Linked DNA regions of Mus musculus: regions 2 and 3 are each linked to region 1. Evidence: chromatin contacts called from public Hi-C and HiChIP or PLAC-seq data. All regions are on one chromosome and are shown on one strand. Each heading gives the region's core, a stretch centred on a gene start, on an enhancer-like site or on the middle of the called end of the contact. The rest is flanking DNA. Distances are from core to core; before and after follow the strand shown. Region 1 holds the start of Gpx7 (glutathione peroxidase 7). Region 2 holds the start of Osbpl9 (oxysterol binding protein-like 9). Region 3 holds the start of Magoh (mago homolog, exon junction complex core component).

Evidence for each region. Hi-C and Micro-C count contacts between places; a contact is called where the count stands out from the background. HiChIP or PLAC-seq counts read pairs in DNA pulled down with a chosen protein or histone mark.
Region 2: a contact with region 1 is called in an H3K4me3 HiChIP or PLAC-seq map of bone marrow-derived macrophages, with 4 times the contacts expected there. The contact joins the promoter of Osbpl9 here to the promoter of Gpx7 in region 1. A contact is called at or near these places in 2 of 39 promoter capture datasets (both in liver) and 1 of 115 datasets of contacts at active chromatin or transcription factors (bone marrow-derived macrophages).
Region 3: a Hi-C map of uterus shows a contact between it and region 1, with 8 times the contacts expected there. The contact joins the promoter of Magoh here to the promoter of Gpx7 in region 1. A contact is called at or near these places in 1 of 484 Hi-C or Micro-C datasets (uterus) and 3 of 115 datasets of contacts at active chromatin or transcription factors (bone marrow-derived macrophages, embryonic stem cells and stem cell-derived neural progenitor cells).

The regions. Positions count from the first base shown.
Region 1 is chr4:108,404,333-108,409,351 of GRCm38.p6, reverse strand. It overlaps Gpx7 (glutathione peroxidase 7), which reads left to right and starts at 2,639. Exons shown (of 3, transcript NM_024198.3): 1 at 2,639-2,809. The coding sequence starts at 2,675. It overlaps Gm32297 (a long non-coding RNA gene), which reads right to left. Exons shown (of 6, transcript XR_003955247.1): 5 at 3,566-3,777; 6 at 2,805-3,236.
Region 2 is chr4:109,199,887-109,204,905 of GRCm38.p6, reverse strand. It overlaps Osbpl9 (oxysterol binding protein-like 9), which reads left to right and starts at 2,634. Exons shown (of 24, transcript NM_001368727.1): 1 at 2,634-2,801. The coding sequence starts at 2,691. It overlaps Gm46867 (a long non-coding RNA gene), which reads right to left and starts at 2,713. Exons shown (of 3, transcript XR_001784406.1): 1 at 2,657-2,713.
Region 3 is chr4:107,877,534-107,882,552 of GRCm38.p6, reverse strand. It overlaps Magoh (mago homolog, exon junction complex core component), which reads right to left and starts at 2,798. Exons shown (of 5, transcript NM_001282737.1): 1 at 2,608-2,798; 2 at 1,602-1,660. The coding sequence starts at 2,695.

The DNA of each region.
Region 1 (5,019 bases), core at 1,390-3,889:
CAGTCCCTTGCCACCTTGAGCCACCGGGGACAAGGCAACATGCAAGATGGTGACACCTCTTCCTTCCTGCCCTGTTCTCATTCTGTAAAGTGCTACAGGGTTTCTATTATATGTCTTAGTTTTTAGTCTTTTCTCCTCCTACAGGAATGTAAATTCAATATTTTTATTTTATTTTTTCACTATATTAAAAGCTCTTAAAATAGTTCTGCATTAGATACTCAAGAGTCTGATGAACAAATTGAGCATCTTAAATGGCCATGAATAACGTCTTTGAACTTTATTGTAGGAAAGAAGAGAGCTAGGGATCCCACAGCAAGCCTCCAACCCTTTCAAGTGCTCCTCTGAGATTTAGTGCGATTTGCCTCTGTCTTTGAGTCTTCCAGTTGTTAACTGTGCCACCCAGAAATAACTATGCTTCCTTAAAAACACCAGAACTATGTAGCAGGCTGAAAATAAAGTTAAGGATTATATTCTGTTGGCTAACGTCATCAGCCTCACATATCAATTCTAGCGTGAACACAGAGCAGAAGTCACCAGGAACTTTACAAAAAAATAAACATTTACTGAGTATCTTGTGTACGAAGAAAGGTCACAGGGAGGATCCAGACATGGGCTTTCCTTGGAGGGCAAGGCAGCTGTGGAAATGGACAACTATACATTACTGTCAGCTTCACTGCTTACGCTAACAAGACCATCTTAAGCCTCACGACGCCCAAAAGATAAGGAGGCAGAAGGGTAGGGAAGCTTGCTTAGGCCTTCACCTTGCCTGGAGCACCTTTGTCCTGTACCCCACCTCTACTGGCCAAGTAGTCTGCTCCTGCAGAGAGAAGCCATGTTGGTGGTGGAGAAAGATAGCATACTCTGAAATCTGAGGGCTGGGAGTTCAGATCATACCATGTCACCTTGTGTACAAACAACTCTGCTAGCCTTGTGATGTGGCACTCATAGCCTTTCCCCAGCTGGCCCTGAAGACTCCCCCAGGCTCATCTGCCTCACCCCTTCTTAATCCAAGCAGCCAACCCCTCCCCTCACTGCTCCCCCCCCCCGCCCCCCCCCCAAGCCTTCACTAAACCTGCCCAACTTTAACTCCCATTCCTCTCCCACTATGTTCTCTGCTGTGATCATCACCGGACCTTAAAGCTCCTCGGTCTCTTCTTTCCAGCATCTGCTCCTGCCTTTTCCTGTCTGAGTACCACAAAAAAGCCAGAGGGATCTATCTGCTATATGTGGGCCTCACTAAGATGCTTTAGCTAATAGTAACAAACAACAACAACAACAAAAAAAACCCAAAACTTTATTTCTTAGTTTAAGGCTTGTAATTTTTTTTAATACGATGTCTCCCTATTAAGTCACACACAGCTGGCCTGGTACTATATAGACCAGGTTGCCCACTAACTCAGAGATCTGCCCGCCTCTGTCCTCCAAATGCTGGGATTAAAGACATTGGCTATCATGTAGGGCAAGCCTGTAAACTTTATTGTGGCCCTCGGAGGCTGTGTGGCCTCACGACTACCTCCCCTCCCCCACCCCCAAGCGTACTTTCATGTCAGCCAAACTAGTCTTTGTTGCCCATTGTATCATGTTTCACTCTCCCAGGAGGCCTTGTACAACTTTCTGCTTTTACCTGAATAATTTCTATTCATTTGTCAAGAGTTCAGTTCAAACCTCCTTTCGTTTGCCCACACACAACCTCGACTTTATTAGGTGGTACTGTACCGGCCACAACTGTAGTTTTGGAGTTAACTGTAAAATTTTTAGTGTCCTATCTCCCTCTGAATAGGAAGCCCACATGTTTTCCCTCACTGCACGGGGGGTGGGGGTGGGGGGTGGGGGGTGGGGGGTGGGGGGCTAGAGCTGAACTTGGCATAGAACAGGTACTCCAAATGTGTGTTAACTCATACTAAGTCGCCACCGGATGCTTGGCCCTTTATGGGTGTCATAGACGTTTTTCTGCGCCTGGGAAACGCTGTAGCTTGCTATTGAGATCTCTTGTCACTAACTTGAGATTGCAGCTGCTACCCACGTTTGTGTCCACAAAGAGCTTTTAACTGTCAGCTGCTGGAGATACCGGGCCTTCTTGGCTCCTGCTGCACCTCCAGTAAGGAGGCAATAATCCAGTGACTGACTAGATAGGCAAGCTCTCCTAACCCCCATGCACTGCTGGAATCCAAACCGCAGCAGACTTGTCTCCCACACTTGTCTGACTTTGGGGAAACACTACATCCATTAACCTAAAGTTTGTACGCATCGTTCAGCTATCAAATTGTTTTCCAGCACTTTCCCGTTACAGTCCAGTACTCCCAATTCTACACTAGGTAATATTCCCGTAAAGAAACTGGGGCTCAGAGTGGTGGAGCGATCCGCCTAAGGCCAGGCACTAGAAGCTAATCCTCACAGATTTTTCTCCGCTATCTCCCTATTAAGTCTCTGCGCCCTGAGCTTGAGTTTGAGCGAATTTTGGTCTCAGCCTCAAGAAAACAGGATCCTGCGATCTGAAGCTAACCAGCGCAGAGCAGCTAGGGAAACTGAGGTCCAGAGCCGGGACTCTGCGCCTGCAGAGACGACTGAGAAGGGGGCGCGTCCTGCCCAGCGGGCCGCCTCCTCCCGCCCCACACGGCGGGGTCCCCTCCGCCTTGTCTTTGCCCTCGCCAAGTCGCCACCTCGGGAGTGAACCATGGTTGCAGCTGTGGCGACGGCGTGGCTGCTCCTGTGGGCCGCGGCCTGCGCGCAATCCGAGCAGGACTTCTACGACTTCAAGGCGGTCAACATCCGGGGCAAGCTGGTGTCGCTGGAGAAGTACCGTGGCTCGGTGAGTGACGATTCCTTGCGGGCCTGGCGCGGAGGGGAGGGAGGGGCTCCGTGGGGATGCTACTCTCGGGTGTGCCACAGCTCGGACACCACCCTGCTCATCCCAGCCGCGAGATCGGTGCAACCGGCGCTCCCAAACCCTTGCCCACTCAGGCCTGCGGCTACGTGGCACAGCTTAGGAGCCACCCGCGCTGACTGCGCTCTGCGAGGCTCAGGATCTCACCCGGAAGGTGAATGCCCTCCGCTCTCCGCTTTGCCTCTCCCAAGTGGAAAAGAAACCCTAGCCTTTATGGCCCTTTGCCGGTCCAGTCCAGCTTCTGCTCCTGTAACAGTGGGTCCAATGAGAACGCAGAGAGACAAATGTGCAGTGGAGGGAGTGACCATCAAAAATGGACCTTTTCATGATTCTTAGAATCCACCCTCAGGCCCTGAGAGCAAAGATACAACAGTGGAAAGCAATCCAAGTTGTAAGAGAACCCCCTATACACCCTTCCCATCCTTGATCCTCCTAAGACCCACCCCTTAGAGGGCAGTTGTGATGGAGTTGCTAATGGGCCTGCCCTACTCACTAGGCGAATCACAGTAAGAAGGAAGTGTGTCAGGATTGGGTCTTTTAAATAAAACTTGAGCAAGACAGATCAATCCAGACAGAGAGAGCTGGCCAAGTCCAGACACAGAAGCAAAACAACAAGAAAGGTCAGGGTGGACCAGGGATTTCAGCAGCGGGTACTTGAGAGATACAAACTGCTAGACTAACCGGTGTTAGATGAGGCTGACTGCCAGGGAGACTTTGAACTGTAAAGTTCAGAGACTCTGGTGCGATGAAGAATCTTCTCAAGAGAGGAGCATGGTAGCACACACCTTTAATCCCAGCATGCTGAAGGAAGAGAGTCTGTGAGTTCAAGACCAATTTAGTGTCTATCTACATTGGGCGATCCAGAAAGCCAGGGCTACATGGTGAGACCCTATCTTTAAAAAAAAAAAAAAAAAAAAAAAGGTAATTAATTAATTTTTAAAAATCCTTCAAAGAACCTTTTGTCTCTTGAGTTGGAGTTGGAGATCCTGGTGTGAAGACTGCTATTGAACACTAACTGACTTGTGACCCCATCATCCAGAGTTGGATGGTTCAGTAGGCTTTTCTTGCAAGCAAGAGTATCTTTAGGGGCAAAACTATTCTCAATAGCCTTGTTGTTCTCGATTACACTGAGAGTCCTTGCCCTGACCAGTGTGCTGTAAGTTTCAAGAGAGAAAACAGTGTAGAAACATTAGGTAAGCTTTAGGCGCTCTGTATGGATGACAGGTCTTGTCAATGACAGCATCCAAGACTCCAGACAAACGGCAGCAAAGAGCAAGGCCATTTACTAGTCAGGGAAGGCCTGTAATGAAGGTAGACAGATGGTGATTAAAACACGTTCATGTTTTAATCAAGTTTATAGGGAGAAGAGACAATAAATAAGGCACTGAAAACTGAACCAGCCAATCCCAATAGCAATGAGAGCTTTAAAAAAAGGCCGGGTGTGTGGTGCATGCCTTTAATCCCGGCACTTGGGAAGCAGAAGCAGGGAGATCTCTGAATTACAGGCCAGTCTGATCTACAGAATCTTCCAGAACACTCAGGGCTCTTACACACAGAAAACCTGTCTCAAAAATAAATAAATAAATAAACAAAACAAAAAAGCTTTAAAAATACTAAAAGGTATAGGATATAGAATTAGCCTACACACAATTAATCCTAGCACTTGGGTGGCAGAAGCAAGCAGATATTTGTGAGTTCAAAGCCAATCTGGTCAACATAGCAAGTCGCAGGCCAGCTACGGCTATGTGAGGTAATGAGCTCAAGTTGGCCAGGCTGGTCTTGAACTCATAGAGATTCACTTGACTCTGTCTCTGCCTGCTACATGCAGGAATCAAAGGCATGCAACATTTTTTCCTTGCTTTGCTTCTTTTTTCTTTTCTTTTTAAGAGACAGTCTTACTGTCTAGGCTGGCCTCCACTTTGAAATTCTGCTGCCTCAGCTCCTTAGAGCTAGGATTACAGGTATGTGCCACAGACCGCCATGGGGAACTACTCTTGGTCATCAAGCCTAGGCATCTAGTCAGTTCAGGCTAGGAGGACGCCAGAACTCTACAATAAACAGGGCAGCTCCCCAAGGTGAAGACCCATAATTTTAGTAGCGCTGAATCTGAGACTAGCTTGAGCAATTTGTGTCCA
Region 2 (5,019 bases), core at 1,385-3,884, 800 kb before region 1:
CCTGCCTCTGCTTTCCAAGTGCTGGGATTAAAGGCATGTTTCCTCCCACCCTGCCCTACCCCACCCCATCCACCCCACCGCACCCCACTCACCCCTGCCACATTGAGCTCCCAGGCCCCACATTTCTTTTTTTAAAGACACAGTCTGCTACTGATTTTATATCTCACCAATTCTGCCGGACTAGCTGACCTGAAATCCCCAAGGAACTTCCTGTCTCATCTTCCCAGCACTGGGACTACAGACATGCACCTGGCCTTTGTGTGGGTGTGAGGCCTCTGAACTCATGTCCTCTTGCTTATGCAGCAAGCACTGTATCAGCTGAGGCATCTCTGGAATCTCAGTATTGGGCAACTTTCCTGTTTACTTTCTTAGTATTTGCTTCCATTACAGAAGATCCCAGCACTTGAACACAGAAGTAAAACTGTGTAGAGGGACAAATGAGACTAATGAGAGGGGAGAGGCAAGAAAGGGGAGAGGTAGGAGCTATGAGGGTATAGCTGATTGTGTATACATGTATAAAGCTTTGAGAAAGTTCCCTTCTCATTCAGGCCCAACCCCTCTTCCCTTTATTTTTTTTCCCATAGCACTTAACAATTTGTAACTCACACATCAAAGATTTTGTTGTTTATCCTTGCCTTCCTTTCTACCTTCTGCAAATGTTCTCAAAGCCTTAAAAGAGTGCATAGAGCAAAACAGCATGTGTGCTTAAGTACAGTCCCCTGATTCTGGGAGTTGAATTTAGGGACTCACATATGTTGGGCAAGCACTCTGCTACTGGGCTATATTCCCAGACTATGGTTATTAAGTGTGTGGTTTGTGTAACAAATACATAAATGGACATTGGGGGTGGTCTCTTGTGAGGTGTCAAGAATGATCTATGTTTTCTTAAGAAAAGGCAGGTCTGATAGCTATTCTTGGTTGTCAACTTGACTACATCGGGAATTAACTAAAATCCAAACATGGCTGGGCACACCTGTGGTAGATTTTTGCTTAACTGGATGATATGAAGTGGGAAGATCCACCTCTAGTCTGAGCCACACTTTCTCCTGGAAACCTATAAATAGGGCATCAAGAAGGACGCTTTCTCCTTTTCTGCCTACGTCTCTCACTTTTGCTAGCAAGTCCATTACTTCACTGGCATTAGGGCCTATTCTTTCCAGATTTTGGCATACACAGAAGACTAGCTAGCTGAGACATCCAATTACTAGTTTCTTGGATTTTCTATGCATAGGCAGCCATTGTTGTCTTTGCTTAATCACATCCTGTAATAAATCCCACTCTGTGTGTGTGTGTATATCTATCGATCTCTCTATATATACACAAATATATTCATTCTGTAAGTATTTTTACTCTAAAGATCCCTGACTAATATAGCAGGGGTAGAATGTTCTCCTGGCATGCACAAAGCCCTAGATTTTTCTCTACAGTAAAACAACAAAACAAAACAAGAAGTATATGAGTTCTTTTTGCCTGCATGCATATCTGTGTACTACATACATGTCTGGGGCCAGGGAGGCCAAAAGAGGATCACTGGGTTCTTCTTCCCCTTCTTTTTCTAGATTTATTTATTTATTTTATGTATGTGAGTACACAGTTGGTCTTCAGACACACCAGAAGAGGGAATCAGATCTCATTACAAATGGTTGTGAGCCACCCTGTGGTTGCTGGGAATTGAACTCAGGACCTCTGCAAGAGCAGTCAGTGCTTACCCGATGATGAGCCATCTCTCCAGCTTTCCCAATCACTAGGTTCTTAAATATAGAATTCTTTGGCCAGGTGTGGTGGCTCTCACCTTTAACCCAAGCCCAGAAGCAGACAGATCTCTGTGAGTTAGAGGACAGCCTGGTCTACCTATATATAGCAAATACCAGAACAGCCAAGGCTGCAAAAGAGACTCTGTCTCCAAAAAAAAAAAAAAAAAAAAAAAAAAACAAAAAACCCAACAAAACTTATGTTACAATTTAAAAAAAAGTTTTATGTAGCACCCACTACTCTCAAACTCATTATGTAGTCAAGGATTATCTTGAACTTACAAAAAAAAAATTTAGTTTTAGTTATATGTACTTTAGTGAGTATGTCTGAGTGGGGTGGGAATATTTGCTCCTAAGTGCTGGTACCCTCAGTTCTGATGGCCTGGAGTTACAGGCAGTTGTGTGCTCCCCTACCCTCCAGATCCTCTTGAAGATGTTTTTCTCTTATTCTCTCTGTCTGTCTGTCTCTCCCTCCCTCCCTTACACCCACCTCTAAACCCCCCTCCCCTCCGTCTCTCTGTCCCCCCACTCCCCTTTTCTCCTTCTCTCCTTTTTTTCTTTTCTTTTTTTTGTCAGTCTTACTTAGCTGAGTCTGGCTTTGAACTACCGATCCTCTGGTCTCCCAAGTGCTGGGATTACAGGTATCCACCTTCACGCCTGTTTTGGATAAATAATCTAAATATTCACGCTCGCTTTCTCAGTTTTCTGCCTCCATAACAGCCCGCCCTATACACAATAGGCGAAGAGAGAAAGAAACAAAGCATGCTTGACTAGGATTGCCAGGGGCGTGGGTCCACCAGCTGCACAGAGGAGCCGCACCTGGCCCCGCCCACTCACGCCCTGGTCCCGCCTAGGCTCTCGGAGACCCCGCCCCCTGCATGCCGAATGCCATATAGGCGACTGACGTCAGGCCGTTTGTTGTCATTGGCGGCTCCCAAGATGGCGTCCATCGTGGAAGGGCCGCTGAGCAAATGGACTAACGTGATGAAGGGATGGCAGTATCGTTGGTTCGTGCTGGACTACAATGCAGGGCTGCTCTCCTACTACACGGTGAGTGGCTGAGGCCGCGCTGCTGGGACGGCGAGCTACGCGGAGCCGGGGCGGGGGTGCTCCGCTGAGAGACCGCCGTACGCGAGGTTCCCTTGTGGAGGAGGGCTTTGCGTGCGGGTAGCCAATGACCAGAAGGGAGATGCGGACCCAGCCAGTGAGCAGCGCCGGCCGGCTGATTTATGGGCCGGGGGCGAGCCGGGTGTCTCAGGGAGTGGTTCTGTGACTAGGTAGGGTCTGCGCTGAGACGAGGTACGGGTGGGCGTAGTCCCGGTGTGGCAGGTCAGCCTAGCTGTCCACACTGTGCGTCTCTCCTGTCCCCAGCCCGGGCACTGGCCGCACCCCTTAGCTTCCCTCCAGGGCTCGAAGAGCGCTGCCTTCTCGGAGCAGTGGTCAGAGGAACCTGGCCAGGTCCAAAGGTGACCCGCGTCCACACCGTGGGCTCTGAAATCCCATCAGTCTGTCCAGCAAGGCTGTCCTACTGTGGGGATGCACCCCTCTTTCCAGCGGGGCACGAGTGTAACGGACTCCGTAACTTTTGAGAGCAGAGGATTCCCTCTGCGCGAGTCTTCTGGTTGCGGAGATGTAGAAAGAGATGGTGCAGTTGCCCTGAAAGTTGTGTTCTGGAGAGGACCGACTTCGCTGTTGTTGACGCGAGTTAGTGGCCCAGGGTAGGTAGATGAAATGCTGTGGAGCCTATGTTCTGACCGCCTCTTCCACCTCCTTCGCATTAGAAATGGAAGGTGGGCGGTGTTGGAGAAATTACTAACGGGGCCACTTTCTTTGAGCTGTATTGTTAATAATAGCCCGTGAGAAGAAGAAAAGCACCCAGAAGGACAAAATATAGAATGTCTTGAAGGCTTTAGAAAATGATAGAAGAAAAACGAAGAAATACGATTATGGGAGAAGAGTTAGTGTGGATGAGGGAAGTAGGGACACATAGTTATTCATTCATTTAAAAATATCATTGAGTTCCTGTCCTGCGGGTCTTCATTCCAGCAAGAATCGACAGCTGTGTAGACGCTGCCTCTCTTCTCGAGCTTTTAGTGTAGTCTAGTGGGCACCTTAATTCATTTACTCTTAATAAATTTGCAAGGTAGGTATTCATTATTCCCATTTAATGCTCCCATTTTACAGTTTTGGAATCTGAGACTCCAGGCTTTTAAGTAATTAGCTCAAGATCACATACACAGCTGTAAGTGGTGGAGTCAGGCTTCCCATTAAATTTCTCTTTTGCTACAGGAAGTAGAAAAGTACATGCTGTTAGGCAGGTCTGCCAAACTACAAGCGTTGGTCACCTTTATCATTCTTTGGATATGAACTTATGTTCTCTGTGTCTTTATTATTTTTATTTTTGATGGAGCCCAGGGCCTCGAAAATGCTAGGTCAACACTTTACCACTGACCCACATTCCTAGCCTCTCTTCTACGTAATTTTTAAAGGATCAAATTTTAATGAGACACAAACATATTGTTCAAAGCTGAATACAGTAGCTTGTATATGTAGCCTCTTAATTTTAAGGTCAAGCCAGGTCAGTGTACCTAAAGAGACCCTGTCTCAAAACAAAACAAACAACACCCCAAAACAAACAAAACCAAAAAACAACCCCCAACCAAATATATTAAAAAACAAAAAACACACACACATCATACTATGTCAGATGGAAAAGGAACAACTACACATTTTATCTTGAAAAACTGAAGAATTATGAAATCCCACGACTAAGATAAATAAAGAATAATATCAAATTTCACTAAATGTGATAATCAGCAAACTCTATGGATCCTAGCCAGCATATTCATGATGGAGTAATTAGTAGCACTGTAGAATTAAGTTACTCTTCAAATCCCAAAATTTGTGTGGTCTGAGTCTAGGGCCATCCTAGAGTTAAAATTCTAGGGAGCCCTTAGCCCAGATAAAAATATCCTTTTTCCTTGTTTTCTTTCTTTCCTGATTTTTTTTTTAAATCTTTTATGTCTTCTTGTCCTGTAGATTTAGAGAGTTTGAACTCCTTGTCCTTCTGACTAAATAGAAGTTTTTCATAGACGTCTTTCTTCTTCCTTAATACCTGCCTTCTGAGATTAGATTCTCTAAAGCATTATCTTTGTCAGAGGAAGAGGGGATCATATTTCTCAATGATGGCTGTTTTAAAACATTTCTCCTGTTGTTTACTTACAGGGAATTGTACTATCTTGTGAAGCTAGAGTGGTAATCACAAGGA
Region 3 (5,019 bases), core at 1,549-4,048, 530 kb after region 1:
AGCAGAGGAATTGTGGGCCTCCAATGTCTGTGTGTTTCTCTCCTGGTGAGAGAGGTCACTGCGTGGCCACACACCCATTCTCACTACTGCAGCGGTGTTTGGATTTTGAACCTCTGGAGTGATGAGCTAAATAATCTCTTCTTTATTTTTGAGAATTTCACTGAGCCTCACTGGCTTCAAACTTGCTATGAACTAATTATTTCTTTTAAAAAGGCTTTTTCAGGCAGAGTTTCTCTGTACAGACCTGGAACTTGCTCTGTATATCAGGCTGTCGTCAAACTCAGAGATTCGTCTCATTCTGCCTCCCGAGTGATAAAAGTCTTATACCATCACCACCACCATTACTGAGTCCAACTTGAATTTCTAATCCCCATGCCTTCAACTACAAAGTCATGGAATTGCAGGTCTGTATCATTCCTGACAATAATCCGGCAATAGCCTCTGTCAGATATATTGTTATAGTGGTAACAGACAACTGATACACCCTGCTGCTTACAGACAAGGTTTCATGCCTCGCAGCCTGGCCTTGGTGATCTTAAACTTCTGAGCTTCTTGCTTTCACCTCCCCAGTGCTGACATATAAACATGGCTACCATGATCAGTTTCTGTGATGCTAAGGATGAAGCCCAGGGCCTCATGAAGACAAGCACTCTACCAACTGCTTCTGAGGAGCACTAGGTCATGCAAACAAACAACCCAAACCAAACAAAGAGAAAAAGATATGATGCTGATTCGGCATAAAATTAACTGCTAAATTGTATGAAGACATACTGTCATATCCTTAATGATATAGTAGAAATCCCAGCAGAATGGAACACATGACCTTTACTGAGATTCAGATATGCCCAAATGCCTATCATTATCTCTTACAAGCAAGAGTAACTATCCTCAGATTTAATATCTAGGCCATGATTTTCCTGATTGAAAGTATGGCAGAATACTTTGTCACATGGGCTTTTTATAATCAGGATTAAACAACATATTGTTTGAACGAGGTTATTCACACTCTGAACCTAGATGGGTTTCCACAGTAAAAGGAGGCAAAATGATTTGCTCATCTATGAGTACGCTGCCACCCCCATCCCCCGCCTTCTTCCACTCCCCAGTGTGTGGATCAGGAGGGGGCTCTGAGGTGGGAGAGTAGTAGTAAATGTCTATGGTTTAGCTCTAAAGAGCGTAATTCGAGGTTGAGACTTTCCCCTGATCCGTTTCCTCTTCAGAAGCAAAGTCAATGCTGTCTTCATAGTCTATGTACTAGGGACTAATATATTTAATTCTATGATAACATTTGGGAGTCACAGGTAGGTTTTCTTATCCTTTGTTTTACAGATGAAAACACAGAGACCAAGTTCAGCCAGAGAACTTGTTTTGAGGTCACATGGTCAGTATGGGGCACACCGAGGGTACAAACCAAGACACACAGATTTCAAACACTTACTAGCTTTTGATTCAGCACTGGGGGGGGGGGGGGAGTGAATCAGAGAAATAATCTAGCTGCTTAGAAATAAGTGCTCGCTTCCTACACTTCATCTTTCATTACCAGAGAGAACATAAGCAATGGGAAACCAAAGGCTAAGTCGTAGTGAAGGAAAGGTCTGTACCTCTTTCCTGATCATGACGTCATTTTTGTAATTGCTGTTGTTGGCGTATCGCAATTTACCTTCGGAAGAAAAAAGAAAAAAAAAAAAGAATGCAACGTATTAGAAAACATGAACAAAGCACCATTACCCTCCAAAGAATATGAGCTTTGCCTAAATTATATCGAATGTTTCAACCCATTTCCCAGCTGTGATAGTAGTGTTTTTGGTACTTCACTTGAAACTACTGAACAACAGAAGAAGGACCTGACAGTAAACTAGAGTCCCGGGAAAAGGCTGCCATGATGTAGCAAAAGAACACGTTCTCAGCTGTAAACAGGAATTTTAATGCTATCTTAGCTGCACAGAGAAGAACATGCTGATGTTCAACTGGGTTGGGAAAGGACTTTGAAAACTAAGGAAGCTGTATGCAAGCAAGCACTACAAACACCTGTATAGCGAGGCTCTTGACTAACATCACCCCCTACTACTGTCTCTCAGTCACCCCAGTGACCACCTGGATATGTCTGGCTCTTTGAGGTCCTATGACACTTGCTACTCCTGTAGATGCTTTTCTTCCTGTACTTCAAAAATTGATCCCTTTTCAATTACGGCTTAATTCAAATTCACACTCCTCAGACTGCTCTTTAAAAGCGACCTTACTTTTTGATCACTCCACACTACAAGAGATCGCTGTGGTTTCTTCCGGCTCTGAAACACATGTTCCACGAGAGGGGAAAATTTATTTTTGTTGCTCTGTCCCCAGACTGGAAAACAAACAGCCCATTCTCAGATGGACATTAAATCTTTGTTGAATGTAAGCAACCTGGCTTTTTAAAAAGCTACGAAGGAGAATCGCCAGCGGATGAAGAGAAAGAACCAATGAAGCCGACAAAAGAATGCCTCTTTCACGACCCAACAGCACGGTGGTCGGCGTCCCTTGCTTCGCTTCGCCACATTCCGCAGCCCGCCTTCTCTCCGCCCTCCCCGGGGCCGGTCCCACTGCCCGCAGCCGGGAGGCCGCTCTTACCGTCAGGTCGGAATTCAAACTCCAGGAACTCATGACCGAACTTGCCTTTGTGGCCCACGTAGTAACGCAGGTAAAAGTCACTCTCCATGCCTCGCAAGGGACAAGGAGGACGGAACTTTAGGAACGGATGACACTACCACGGCCTGCGGTCTACGTCTTATACTGGCGTAATGGTGGCGCGCGGAAATGACGTCTGCCACCGCGACACTAAGAGTTTCTCACTCTCCGGAGGCGGGAACGAGATTACCACGCCCCCTCCCCTAGACGCTGGGTCAAGATCGCCACGCCCCCTTGGTTGTATATCGAGAGTTCTGGAAGATCTTGGGATCCGAGAACTGCATCTGGGTTTCAGCCCAACACTGAGCGCTAGAGTCCTGTCAGGCGCAACCTCAATTTAAAGAGACAAGTGAGTCGAACGAGGTTATTCACACTCTGAACCTAGATGGGTTTCCACAGTAAAAGGAGGCAAAATGATTTGCTCATCTATGAGTACGCTGCCACCCCCATCCCCCGCCTTCTTCCACTCCCCAGTGTGTAGATCAGGAGGTGGCTCTGAGGCGGGAGATTAGTAGTAAATGTCTAAAGAGCGTAATGAGAGTTTGAGACCAGTGGCTGCATACTAAGACCCTGTCCCGAAAAATAAAGTTGGCTTTACTTAGCTGTCTTTTAAGAATGACTCCTTTCCCATTCCACAATGTTGCCTGAAACTTGCCTGCATTTAGCTAACATCCCTTTCTGCTATTTCTTTATTTTACGTGTAGGCAGAGTACTGCTACCTGATCCAGACTGACCTGAAACCACAAACCCTCCTACCTCATCCTCACGAGGGTCACCACTCATGAACGAGTTGCCTTTCATTCTTCCCTTTCAAGCTAACATGTCTAGATAGGTGTTGTGGGTCGGTTAAATGAATGTTGGATCCCTACTAGGCTTTTTTGTCTTGTTTTGTTTTGTTTTTCGAGACAGGGTTTCTCTGTGTAGCCCCGGCTGTCCTGGAACTGACTCTGTAGACCAGGCTGGCCTCAAACTCAGAAATCCACCTGCCTCTGCCAAGTGCTGGGATTAAAGGTGTGCGCCACCACCGCCCGGCTCCTACTGGTCATCTTATTTAGCAGCGATTCTCAGCCCTAGCCACATGCTGACAGAATCCAGTTTCACTGAAGCCTCTAAAAAAATACCCAGGTGAGAACTGGGCATGGTGGCCAATGCCTTTGATCCCAGCACTTCAGAGGCAGAGTGGAGTAGACCTCTGTGAGTTTAAGCCTAGACTGCTCTTTGCATAGTGAGTTCCAGGCCAGTCAGGACTACCAAGTAAGATACACACACACAAACTGAAACAAAAACGAGGTGGGTCAAATGTGGAGACCACTACCCAAGAGGTTCATTTTCAAGAGCCAAAGTTGACCTCTGTGAAAGGTCAAATTTCTGGTGCGGGAATTTTAAGGTCAAGTAGGTGAAATACGGTAAATTCTAGTCATAGAAGATTGACACACGACAGGTGTGGTGGCACATGCCTTTAATCCCAGCACTCAGGAGGCAGAGGCAGGCGGATTTCTGAGTTCGAGGGCAACCTGGTCTACCGAGTGAGATCCAGGACAGCCAGAGAAACCCTGTCTCAAAAAAAAAGAATTGACACACATCGTTACCAGAGATGTCGTCTCACCACTCTCTGCCCTGCCACTGGTTTGTTTCTTGTTCTCTGAGACAGGGTCTGGCTGTGTAGCCCTGGCTGGCCTGAAACTCACTATATTGGCCAGACTGGGCTGGGGTACAGATATCCACCTGCCTTTGCAGGACTCTAGAGGAGTCCTGGTATTAAAGGCGTGTGCCACCACCTTGCCTGGCTCCTACTGCACTTTAGAAAGATCACTTTGGTTGTCATGTAAGCCGACTGGAAAATAGGAAGGCCAGAAGTGCAATTGTTATGGAGATAGGTAGTCGTTAAGGAAATCCATGAAGGTAGTACTGTGGTGGTGATGACCCATGTGTAGGTAGTGGCTGCAAACTGGAAAATGAGTGGATTTGAAGTGAAATACCTTAACATAAAGGGTAGGTGTAATGGCTATTCCTGGTTGTCAACTTGACTATATTCAAAATGAATTACAATCCAGAATTGGAAGGCTCACCTATGGTCCTGATCTTGAGGCTGGGAGATACAAGTTTCCGACCTGGTCTTGGCATGGAGATCATGAGGCATAGTGGCTATGAATCCCAGGAGATTAAGGCAAGGAGATCTGAGTTCAAGGTCATCTGCGACAAAGCAAGTCTTAGATCCAGGCATGGTGGTACACACCTTTAATCTAGGCCACACCTTCTGCTGGAGACCTACATAAGGACATTGGAAGAAGGAAGATTCACTCTTCTTCCCCTAGATCCAGGTGTGGTGGTACACACCTTTAATGTGGAGACCTA